Regions from separate parts of the Rattus norvegicus genome. Here region 2 is linked to region 1. Evidence: chromatin contacts called from public Hi-C data. All regions are on one chromosome and are shown on one strand. Each heading gives the region's core, a stretch centred on a gene start, on an enhancer-like site or on the middle of the called end of the contact. The rest is flanking DNA. Distances are from core to core; before and after follow the strand shown.

Region 1 (6,250 bases), core at 2,000-4,499:
TATCACTGAGTCAGGGTTAACGAGAACTTATCTGCTAGGGACTGGAGTCAGAGACAACTGTTGGTGGGTACCAAGATGGATGCACAGTATAAAACGGAACTTCTTTAGCCATAACAACTGGATGCTGTGTTCAGGTTTACACGCCACTCTGAGACTTGTACGGAACTGATACTTGATTTCAAAGACCACCAACACAACACCACCAACACCAACACCAACACCGCCTGCCTCCCACTGTTAAAAATGCTGTCTTCTTGCTGAAGAACTTCTAGGAATCAGCTTGTGACTTCCCTCTCACAGACCTTTGAGTGTCAGCCCCGAGTAGTCTGAGGAGAAAGAGTGGTGAAAACAGCAAGGAACCTAGGTGGGTCATTGATAGGTGGAATTACACAGTCCAAGCAAAGTAAGGGACCTGCATCTCACAGCCTGTGATGCCACGCACAGCCACATAGTCGCCAGACGTAGTTTCTCACTGTGTTTCCTATTCAGGAGAAATATTCCAGCCCTTCCAGACACAGCCCTCTTCCCCAACATCCGCTGTCTCTCCCTCTTTCCTCTGTCTCTGTCTCTCTTTCTCTCCCCCATCTCTCTCTCTCAACACCTGCTGTCTCTCCCTCCTTTCCCTCTCCCCCTCCTTTCCCCTTTCCCCTCCCCTCCCCCTCTTCCAACCCCTTCTCCTCCCTTCAAGCACACACGCATGCACGTAAGCACGCTCCCACACATTCCTTCACACGGACACACAATGCAATCTTCACAAACGCAGAGGCCTCACATTCCAGTAACAACTAGCGGCTTCTCTATGTCCAAATCAGGAGCTCCAAATTCGAGACGTTTGTCTAGAGCCCTCCTCCACTGCCCTTAGACTTAGGCTGAATTCATTTTGCGAAGCACTGAGACCCCTGTTGGGGAGGGGTGGTATTTGTGGACTGGGACTGGACTGTAAATTGCCTGCGCCCGTTGTTTTCTGGGAAATGTAGTTCAAAGCGCGGGTTCCAAGCCGCCGTGACTTATGGGAAGAATAAGCAAGAGCCCCAAATCCTCCTTCGCGTAACACCTGCCACAATATCTACTCTAAGCCGGTTCACGGAGAATTCCTCTGGGGTAGATGTCTAGAAAGGGTCCAAGGAGGTCCCGAAAAGACCATGAACCTAGAAATCGAAAAAGCAGAATCTGGAGTTCAGGCTCTCTCTCTCTCTCTCTCTCTCTCTCTCTCTCTCTCTCTCTCTCTCTCTCTCTCTCTCTCTCTCTGTCTGTCTTTCCCCCAGCCCCGGGAGACAGGGTTTCTCTGTGTAGTTTTGGCAGAGATCTGCCTGTCTCTGCCTTCCGACTGCTGGAATTGAAGGTGTGCACCACCAACTGCAGGCTACATGTTATCTCTTAATGACAGAATAGCTGCTCTAGTGTCCCCAGAGGTAGCTTCAGCCTTTTACATGGTAGTCAAGTATTATACTGCTGTGTGCATCCCTAGCCAAAAGTACTGCTCTTTTCCTGGGGCTGGAGGGATGAGCCACAATTACCTGTCATTTTAATTTAAGTATTACACGAGACGTCCAAATGCATGTGTAGGACTGCTAGTAAGAGGTACAGCGATTAAAACATTTAAAGGTCATTATTTTTAGATATGATTTGAATTAGATATTATATTAATAGAACAGTCCCCGTTTCAAATTTTATGGTGGATGTCTGGCATACACACCTGTAGTACCAGGCATACACACCTGTAGTACAATGGGAAGATTGAGGTAGAAATATGGAAACAGGGGTTGGGGATTTGGCTCAGTAGTAGAGCGCTTGCCTACAGGCCCTGGGTTCGGTCCCCAGCTCCGGGAAAAAAAAAAGAAAGAAAGAAAGAAAGATGGAAACATTAAGGATTGCCTAGGCAACAAATCTTGCCTCAAAAAGCAATAGGAAAAATTAAAAAGTAAAATATCACAAGTCCATTGGAAAACATAAATTTATGAATTCAAGACTTACTGCTAGATATGATGGCTCAGGTCTGTAATCCCAGGAGGCTGAGACAATTAGTCCAAGTTCCAGGTAAGAGCTTGTCTCAAAAACAAACAAACAAACAAACAAACAGCAAAGTCAGCGTAGCATGGTGGCATGTCCCTTTAATTCCAGCACTTGGAATGCCAAAGCAGGAGGATCTCTATGAGTAAGAGGCCAGCCTGATCTACATAGCAATCAAGCTCCAGGCCAGACCACCGGCCAAGTCTACCTAATAAGACTCGCTTCTGCAACAACGAAATCAACCAACAATAACCAAGACTTGTGGCACGGTGATGCCTACTTTTATCATAGCAAACAAGAGGCAGAGACATTGGGATCTCAGGGTTTGAGGCCAGTATGATCGACATTGAATTCTCGGTATATTAGTGTGACAATATTAAAAAACAAAAACAAAAAACAAAAGGCACGCCGTAAAATTTAATCCAACATAAGTGGTCATGATTGGCCTAACATGAGTGCGTGGAACCGAACAGAACGTGCTCTTAAGCGCTGAACCATCTCCTTTTTGGACACAGGTTCTTAGGTCGCTTTGGCTTCAAACTTGATTTGTAACCGAGGCTAGCATTAAAGTGCCTGATTCTCCTGCCTCTACCTCCTGAGTGCTGGAATTACAAACATGCAGTGCTCATCCCAGTCTAAGGCAGCACATTTAAATTAGTGGCTATCGAGTGTAAGTAGATTAAATGTTCCAGGGAGAGGGGAGGGGATGGGGGCTTTTGAACAGGAAACCGGGAAGGGGGATAACATTTGAAATGTAAGTAAAGAAATATATCTAATAAAAAATTTTTAAAAATAGGGCGATCTTTGCCCTATCCAGTCATCCCCAGTCCTAATGGCCTTGTTTCGTTGCTCCAGGGGCCTTGGGACACCACACTGGAAAAATTCTTACACTTCGACAGTCAAGAGCAGGATGAGTTCTTTACTGAGAACGCTGTCCGTGATGGCTTCTGGGAAATGTAGTCCTAAACTGGGTCATTTTCTTGGGTTCTTGCCTCACTTCTGTAACTGGAATCAAGATCCAACCCACCGTAGAGCCGAAGCTGCTTAAGTTTCAGAGGCTTCAATCCCTGGATCCTTGAGAAATTCCCCCTTTAGAAAACTAATCGTACGTTCTCTTGTTCCAGTATTCAACTTCCTCTCTCGGACATTGAAACTCTCCTGAGGACTCTAGAGCAGCACATCCTTCTGGGAAATGTAGTCCACTATAAAAGCTCAGACACGTGGCGGAAGTGGCTGGAGAAAGGTTGTTCCGGATCATCTCTGTGCCCTACCCGACCTAACCCGGTACTGTCCTGGTTGGTATTCGCCTGTCTTCCGAGTTCGAAGCCGTGAAGACTCAGTTTATACTTCTGAGGTGAGTCTACCCTTGGTTTTAGGTACTTTGTGTATGGGGCCTTAAGGCCTGTATTTTTGGTCGCTGGCTGCAGGCTGACTCTAGGGGACCCACCCGGTTTCCGGGATGGGGCTAGAGGTTTAAAGAGGTCTCCTCCGCAGGGACTAAGGCGGCGCGAGTGTGACTGCTTGGGCAAAAAGATTTTTGGAGGATGTGGATTGTACAGGAGGGTGAGAGAGCGTGCGCGAGGTCATCAGAACATGGGTGATAGGTGGTCACCCGATCCTCTAGTCTTCCAACGCAAAGTCGGGAAGGGGGATGGATTAGGGGGAGCGAAATATGTCTACTTCTCCTTTTATGTCAAGTTAACTTGAAAAATTGGAGAGAAAAAAAAAAAAGAAAGCTAAATAGTAGAGACGATAAGGATTTCTGTGCTCATCAGTTTTACCAATCAGCGTGACTTTTAACTGTAGTTAGGAGTTAGATATGTTGACCCACATCTATAAATTAAGCACTATTGAGGACAACCATTGGAACTTAGTGAGTTCCAGGCTACTAGGAGCCTCATAGTGAAATCCTGTCTCAGATACGTATGAGTGTGTAGAAATTGTATTTGAAAATACTCAATTACTGTGGGAGTCCTACTTTTGTGTCAAACCCTCCGAGTAGGTGATTAGCCTTGTTTAGGGAACTCTTCAAGAATCTGTAAGTCTCTGTTGACTGCTATTAGAGAAATCAGGATTTGAAGTTCATGATTCTGGGTGATCCACTTGAGGTTCTAAAAAGACACCTTCCTCAGCTCCAGGCTTTTACGTCAGGAAACAGACATAGTGAGCACCCTGCACACTTGTACTCCATCGTCACCCTGTCCAGATTATAGTTACAAACCCAGTCCTCAGTATGGTGGGTTTAGAAGGTGGGGGCTTTTTGAAGGTAATTATATGGGAGCAGTGTCCTGGCTCCCGGAGCTGCCGGTGAGAGCGCAGTACAGAAACTCCATCTGTGGACGGGGAAATCGGTTTTCACCGGACACCAAATCTGTCAGTGCCAAAATGGAGATTGCTCTGCCACCACGACTGAGAACTAAATTTGTTGTTTATAAGCTTTGTCTCTGGTACTCTGGTATTTTGTTATAGCAGCTTAAATGGGCTAAAATGGACTCTGATACTGCACCTGCCCAGTTCAGAAACTATTTGAAGATCCTGAAATGTACTTTGTTTTTTTGTTTTTTTTGTTTTTTTTTTTTTTTTATGGTTTCCAGAGAGATCAAGTTCCTCTTTTTTTTTTTTTTTTTTTTTTTTTTTTTTTTTTTTTTTTAATTTGCTCGAGTGGAGGAATCCACAGAAAAGCCGTTCTTCATGACATGAGGAACACTTTCTACTGTCCCAGTCAAAGAAAGAGTGGGATGAGATAGAGTTGGGGGATGATTAATCCTGGGGTGAGGTGGGGTGGATGTGGAGGTTTTGAAAATTCTTGAGCCTGTTGATGATGGGAATACGGAAGCAGCCTGGAGCCACAGCTTTGATCTCTGGACAGAATTTCATTTTATTTCTTATGTTATTTTTTTGTATTACTGGGCTGGGCCTGAGCCTTTCAATGTCAGGCGAGATTTCTGCTACTGAGCCCCCATGAAAAGCCCTTAGATGTGGAGAGGAACCCCAGGTCAGGAAGAGTCAGGCAGAAACAGGGATTTCCTTATGGTTCCTTTGGGAACTCTGGGGAGAAAACTATGTTCTGAGATGCTCACCAAGTCTCTGAGCTATCCAAGTCTCCTGAAAGATCCTAGCCATTGTGGAAATAGAAGCTCCACTCACAGTGGCTGGACAGATGGCTCAATGGTTAGGACCACTGGCTGCTCCTCCTGAGTCTGGGTTCAGTTCCTGGCACCCACATAGCTACTCACAGCCATCCATAACTCTAGTTCCAGCAGATACAGTTCTTTCTTTGTGACCTCTCAGGGCACTAGGGCACCCGGCATACGCACGGTACTCGGACATACGTGCAGGTGAAACACCCTCAAACGTAAAATAAATCTTTTTCAAAAACAATTCTGAGCATAAACTCTCAGGGAGAAGCTTTATTGGGGGAAGAAAAGGGAATAAAAGGCGCTCGTCTGGAGAGGCTCAAGCGATCTGCAAGGAAAAGAAAAAGAGCAGGTGTTTTCCTGGGTTCTTAAGGGGCCTAGGGCATCAGTTGTGGACATAGCATGTTTTTAAAAATTAAAGGCTGGCCATGGTGGTGCACACCTTTAATCCCAGCACTCAGGAGGCAGAGACAGGTAGATCTCTGTGAGTTTGAGACTAGCCTGGTCTACATATTTTCAGGATAGCCAGAGCTACACAGTGAGACCCTATCCAAAATTAATTAATTAATTAATTAAAATTAAAAAGTAAAAAAAAAAAAACAGGAGGAAACAAAAATAAAGGAGCCAGGTATATAGTACATTTCAAACTCCAGTACTTGGGAGGCAGAGGCAAGTGGATCTTTGACTAGGAGACTAGCCTGGTGTGCTTAGTGGGACCCCATCTTTAAAAAAAAGAAGAAAAATCTCCTTATGTTTGTAAGAAGGTTTTGCCATGTATGCTTACAGATGCACGACAAGTTTGTCCCTTGGAACATTAATCCTGTAGCTTGTGGGTTATCCCCTTGTGGTAAGGGGATATCAAAAGGTATATTCCTCACCCTATTAATGAGGTAGGATTAATGGGTGGGTCATGGGCCTTACAAACTGAAGGAACGGGGGTCTGTCTTAGTCCCTGTGAGTATCTCTCGGGAATACTTCAGTTGTCATTATTGTTGTTTGTTAGTTTCTGAGGTAGAGTCTCACTGTGTAGCAGCCCTGGCTAGCCCGGAACTCTCTGTGTGTAGACCGTGCTGGCCTTGAACTCACAGAGCTCTTCCACAGAC
Region 2 (6,250 bases), core at 1,168-3,667, 140 kb after region 1:
CACCCTGGGTCCAGACCGTGTTCTGTCAGCAACCAGATGCTTAGCGGTCCTCTAGGAGTTTAGTCAGAACTGCGAGGAAGAAGAGCTGTGGAATGTGGTGGAAGATCTGGAGCTGCGAAGAGATACCAAGACACCCAGGGTTAGAGCATTTGCCTAGCATGCTTGAGGTCTTGGGTCCAATCCCCAATTTAAAACAAAACAAAACAAAAACAAAAGAAGGACTGGAGAGATGGCCCAGTGGTTAAGAGCACTGACTGCTCTTCCAGAGGTCCTGAGTTCAAATCCCAGCAACCACATGGTGGCTCACAACCATCTGGAATGGGATCTGATGCCCTCTTCTGGTGCGTCTGAGGACAGCGACAGTGTACTCATATAAATAAAATAAATCGTTTTTAAAAAGGAAAAAAAAAACACAAATTAAAATATTGACATATATTATTTTCATCATGAAGCTAACAGGTTCTAATGTTTTATTAAAAAAAGAAATCTAGCAATTGCTTTTAAAAAGTCAAGGGGTGGGCTGGAGAGATGGCTCAGCGGTTAAGAGCACCCGACTGCTCTTCCAGAGGTCATGAGTTCAATTCCCAGCAACCACATGGTGGCTCACAACCATCTGTAAAGAGATCCGATGCCCTCTTCTGGTGTATCTGAAGACAGCTACAGTGTACTTATATATAATAAATAAATAAATCTTAAAAAAAAAAAAGTCAAGGGGTAAAAACTAGACAAAAGATATAAAACTTGCAAAACGGAAAGATACTTGCGAAAATAAGCTCTTTTACAAACTGATGGTGGACACTGAATTTGCTAATAATATCCTGGAGATACTTAGTCATACCTATTACTAAAAATAACTGGAAGGGGGTAGTAAGGGTTGGTGAGACGAAAATACATTGTATACATATCTTCAAAGAATAAACAAACACATTTTGCAAAAATACACATAAGTGTTGGTAACGATATAACTTCAAACATACAAACCAGAAATGGACAAAGGAGAGATAGACAAATCACCTTTCTGTTGTGAGCAATATACCTCCACCACAACTAAGCAGACAAAAAAAATCTGTAATGTCTGCTGGTGGGGTGCAGGCCTTTAATCCCAGAACTCCGGAGGCAGATGGATCTCTTTGAGTTCAAGACCAGCCTGGTCTACATATAGTGAGTTCTGGGACATCCAGGGCTCCAAAAAACAAAAAGCAAAACCAAAACTGTAAGGCCATGTGATATATAACTCACAATACAACTGGGGAGCGGTAATTTTTATGCAATGTGAAGTCATTTATGAAAATGATTACGATATAGACCATAAAGCATTTTTCAACCTGACCACTACCCAGAGATATTATCTAAAACGGAAAATGCATTTCCAAATGACTCCTGGATCAAAGAAAATAAATTTAAAAAGAAAACCATTTGTATTTAATCAACAATAAAAAGTCTACATATAAATATGTAAGAATATAAATTCTTACATTAACCAACGCTAAAAATTAATGAGCTAAACTTTCGGGTTAGAAAGCAAACTGATCACAGACCCCAGGGGCTCTCGGGTGTTACAGACCCTCAGCCACTCATCACATTCCCTAACATCACATCACTCACAAGTCAGGACAGTCACACGTCACCCGGCCGGCCAACCTCCCTCCTCCAAAACTCAGAATCCCGTTATTGATCGGAGAAATCCTTACCACTGACAACCATCAACACAGCAGACAGTACCCAATACAGTCACTAACTCGCAACATACACACACATTAATGATTCCCTAGAATTCTAGTTGAAATCACCTCCAAGGTGCTTGCTCTTAAGACTTCAATGGAAACCGCGCGGAGGCGAGGGGAGAGGGGGAGGGGAACCATCTTCAAAGACCAAGGTCACTTCCGGTCTTTAAAAGAAAAAAAAATCCTTGGCTATTAGTACTGCGCATGCTCAGCGATACCTGCGACACAGGAGGACTCCAACAACCCACTAGGTGCCTAAAGAGTTTGCAGAACCTTTATATACCATTCCTTAAGAGGCTATGGCCGCGCCCGGAGATGCCGCGTAGGCCACCATCTTTGAAACTTAAGCATTCCGTACAGCAGAGGAATAGCTATCCAGCCAGATTACACAGAATGGGATAAAGAACGTAAATCCAAGCACTGTAGCCCTTGTCTGTGCATCATCCTATAGGAGGAGGTTCCTCTAGCTTTGAGGGCATGAGTTCTGTTATACTTTAAACCTAGTTGCCCGCCCCCTGCTGGAAGAAACCATGAGGTACAGGGGATCCAGCCAAAGAAGGAAAAAAATTGAGGGCTTGTGGGAGAAACCATATGAGGGGAAAAATCAAGGTGGTACAATCACTTTATAGAAAAATCATTCATGAAAAAGGTAGACAATTCAGGATGGAACTCTGCTCCTGAGGAAAAAAACCCCAGCAACCCCAAGATGCATCAGAACCAGTATCAGAAGCAACTGGAAGAATGTCAAAATCTTAAATAGGACAAACCGCATTGGGAAATAGAGTAGAAGCTGGGATAAACCCCCTGGGAGATACCGCCAGGGGTGGGGGTGGGTGGGAATAGAGCGGTCAGAATGTCCTTTGGAAGGACAGAGTAGAATACAGGCATAAAACCCGCTCGTTTCCGTTATTCACCACTCTAAGCACCTCAAGAATAGCTTAATACGAGGCATAGTGGCTCACATTTGCAGGCAGGATGAATCGATAGGCCAAGCTGAGATATGTAGAAGGAGGTAGGGAGACAGGAGGGAGGAAAGAAAGGACTTAGTAAGACCAACATGTGACTAAAAGCACCTAAAATTAAAATATAATTTATACACAGCAATGCCCTTAGTGTGTAAATGAAGCCTTAATTTAATACCATGGCCCACCCCCTTAATACCTAATTAAACACACACACACACACACACACACACACACACACACACACACACACATACAAAATGACATTGCAAGCTGAAACAGAGTCTCAAGCATTAGGTGCTCATACTGCTGTTGCCTAGAACCAGAGTTCTGTTTCCAGCCCCCACCACAGGTAGCCCACAAATCTGTCTGTAACTCTTGGTGATGTGGCATCCCCTTTTGGCCTGTACAGACACATATGTATGCATTAAAGCACATACCCATACAGAAAAACAGTAAAAACAAAACTTTTTAAAAGTACTGACAAAAGCCAGGGATGGTGGCACATGCTTTTAATCCCAGCACTAAAGAACTAGAGGCAGGCAGAATCTGTGAGTTCGAGACCAGCCTGGTCTACAAAGTGAGTTCCAGGACAGCCAGGGCTATACAGAAAAACTCTGTCTCGAAAAACCAAAAGGGAAAAAAAAGATAAAAGAATGGTAAACAAATGCTTATATCTGCTTTATTAAAATCAATTAATCTAGAGATTACCACAACAATCACAAACATGTGACTGGATATACAAACTCGTACATATAACTCATAAAACAATATTGTTCAGCTAAGAAAGGAAATACCTATGTAGAAATGAGTCCCATAAACACCAAAGCAAAAAAATGTACCTAGTATTGGACCTTCCCTTTAGTCTAAGTGTTTGTGTGACACGGACAGACTGATCTATATGAATTCAGTGCAAACCAAGTCTACTGAGTGACTCGCAGGTCGGCCTAGAGTAAGACCCAGACTCAAAATAAATAAAAATTCGAAGACAATTTTTTTCACTACTCTATAACAGAACGCTCTACCTCCTCGGGAACAACCACTCGTTTACAATTCTTTGTAAATCTGCTAGATTTTAATAACTAATATTCATTTTTTATGCCACCTAAATGGATCATAAAAATCCTATGCTGGGCCTCGCCAACAAAGAAGGGGAAGACGGGGAATCTGTCGTCATCCTGAATATTGCTACAGTGAGTTACAAGGCCCAGAAATATCCAGACTCAGGGTGTGGTATCTCAGAAATCATTTCAGCAACTTTGTTCCAGGAGACCAGTGCCACGCAGTTCCTTTTCTAGACTACATTTCCCAGAGACACATGCGACTCTACACAACTTCCGTCGCAAACCTACTCCAAAAAACATACAGTGATTCGGTGAGATTGGCCCCTAATGATGCAAGGGGCTCGTGCCCAGGGTGTCTGCCCTACGTATTGTGAGAGTTTCGATCCCAGTTTGTATCTCTGTCTAGGAATTTTCCGCACAAAATTCCAAATGCGGAGCCAGATCCTCGGCCTGCCTCAGGCCGTGCCCTGGCGGGAAATCCAACAATGGTTGCCATTTTCCCCGCCAGTTCCCATCGCAGACTACATTTCCCAGAAGCGCCCGCAATTTCTAGGCAGCCCCTTCTTTTGCCTGCGGGACCCTCATCGTCCGGGGACAGGAAAGTGTACGGTGAGCGTCCTAGGCCCTTTTTAAGGCTCCAAAGGTGCGGCCCTGGGGTCTGAAGGGAAAGACCAGTCAGTATCTGAGATGTCAGGTCAGTGGGAGCTAGTCTAGCCGGGTGAGCAGCAGTAAGGCTGTGGCTGTGTGTAAATGTGACCTTAAGTGACCCTAGGACTCCGTGAGTGCGTGGCTATGATTTTTTAGGGTTCTCTGGTGGGTGTGTCAATGACCTGTGAACATGCGCAGAGCTGTGTGTGTACGTATGCCCATTTTCTTTATTAGTATGTGGTTAATAACTTTGTGGCAGTACGGGTAAGTGCGATTGAGTCCCCGTGTGTTTGGACCTATTGCGTATAACAGTATAACTCTTGTGTATGAGAGATATATCAGGTAATCAGTAATTACGCTTACTGTTAATCTGAGAGGGGCAGTGTGTATGTTTGTATACTATGTGTACTGGGTGCCTGTAACTGAGGCTGTTTGAGTGTGATTATGTAACTTTATGTGGTACAATGAGCCTGGTTGAATGTAGCTGGTCTTTGCTACTTTGTGGGTTCCTCCCCCCACAAATAGATGGGGGGCGGGGGGCGCGGAGGGGAGGTCCTTGTATGTAATTTATTTCTTCTTGTTTCTTCTCTGAGCAACGACTAAGAAACCGTAACCAGATCCTCTGAACAACCAACAATCATCAATCCTGCTTGTCTGGACCCTAGCATTTATGTACCCTCTGAAAAGTTCTCAGAATTTTAAATGTCACACAATTGCAGGAACTATCTACAGCTGGCAAAACCGTGCCTCTGCTTGAGCAGGAGGTCAATCAGCTGCTTTGAGTACTTTGAGTAGCCCAGGATCCGCACACCTGGCATTAAAACAAAAACATACTCTTAGACTATTTCTATGGTTTTTGTTGTTTTTTTTTTTTTTTTTTTTTTTTTTTTTTTTTTTTTTTTTTGGTTCTTTTTTTCGGAGCTGGGGATTGAACCCAGGGCCTTGCGCTTCCTAGGCAAGCGCTCTACCACTGAGCTAAATCCCCAACCCCTCTATGGTTTTTTTTTAAAAGATTTATTTATTATATATCTGTACGCTGTAGCTGTCTTCAGACACGCCAGAATTGGACATCAGATCTCATTACAGATGGCTGTGAGCCACCATGTGGTTGCTGAGAATTGAACTCAGGACCTCTGGAAGAGCAGTCAGTACCCTTAACCATTGAGCCATCTCACCAGCCTTACTTCTGTGTATTTTAATGAAACCAAAATTTCAGAATTCTCACTATCATCGGAGGATGCATGTGAATGTCAAGCCGACAGTGTTTCTGTCTTAGCGACTGTTCTGTTCTGTTGAACGTGTGTAGTGTGTAATTCCAGGAGGACAAACGAGGTGATTTTGACTGTTGCGTGGCTCCGCAGTGAGTGTGCTGTTGTGGCCATTTGTAGCACAGTGGTTTGATGTGGTGTTGGATCCAAGGGTTCTATAAATGTGGATGTGGTTGCAGGATGGATGTGTGACTGTGAGTGTGCAACCATACATTATGCTATTGTTTGGGTAGAGCGTGCTTGTGGGAATCAATGTGGTTGCATGGTGGGTGATGGACAGCAGCTGTGGGTTTGTAGATTTGGCGTGCCTCTGACAGCCCGGGTGACTCCAGTTTTCTGTCCTAAGAGACCCCAGTGAGATGAGAACAGATTCCAGTATTGGACATAGGCTTCATTCCTTCTCTTGACTCTAGACATTATCATGACAACCTAGACTTCTCCCTGGGTGACAGGTATGATTCTAGGTGGCCCTTTATTAAAAAGGCTTAGGACTTCACGACTCTTTGTTCCCCAGCTCTGCCCCTCCAGAGGTACCCAGTGGAGAGAGGAGGAATGGCTGCGGACCATGCCAAACATAAGGTACA

Evidence for each region. A called contact is a pair of places that touch in the nucleus more often than the background predicts.
Region 2: a Hi-C map of liver shows a contact between it and region 1, with 2.7 times the contacts expected there. The contact joins the promoter of Zfp27 here to the promoter of Zfp84 in region 1. A contact is called at or near these places in 6 of 12 Hi-C or Micro-C datasets (the A7r5 cell line, frontal cortex, kidney and 2 more) and 1 of 1 datasets of contacts at active chromatin or transcription factors (oligodendrocytes).

Annotation. Positions count from the first base shown.
Region 1 is chr1:94,111,574-94,117,823 of GRCr8, forward strand. It overlaps Zfp84 (zinc finger protein 84), which reads left to right and starts at 3,250. Exons shown (of 5, transcript NM_001107500.3): 1 at 3,250-3,364.
Region 2 is chr1:94,255,776-94,262,025 of GRCr8, forward strand. It overlaps Zfp27 (zinc finger protein 27), which reads right to left and starts at 2,418. Exons shown (of 4, transcript XM_008759226.3): 1 at 1,692-2,418; 2 at 1-112. It overlaps Zfp420 (zinc finger protein 420), which reads left to right and starts at 3,940. Exons shown (of 5, transcript XM_039093741.2): 1 at 3,940-4,359; 2 at 6,181-6,245. The coding sequence starts at 4,236.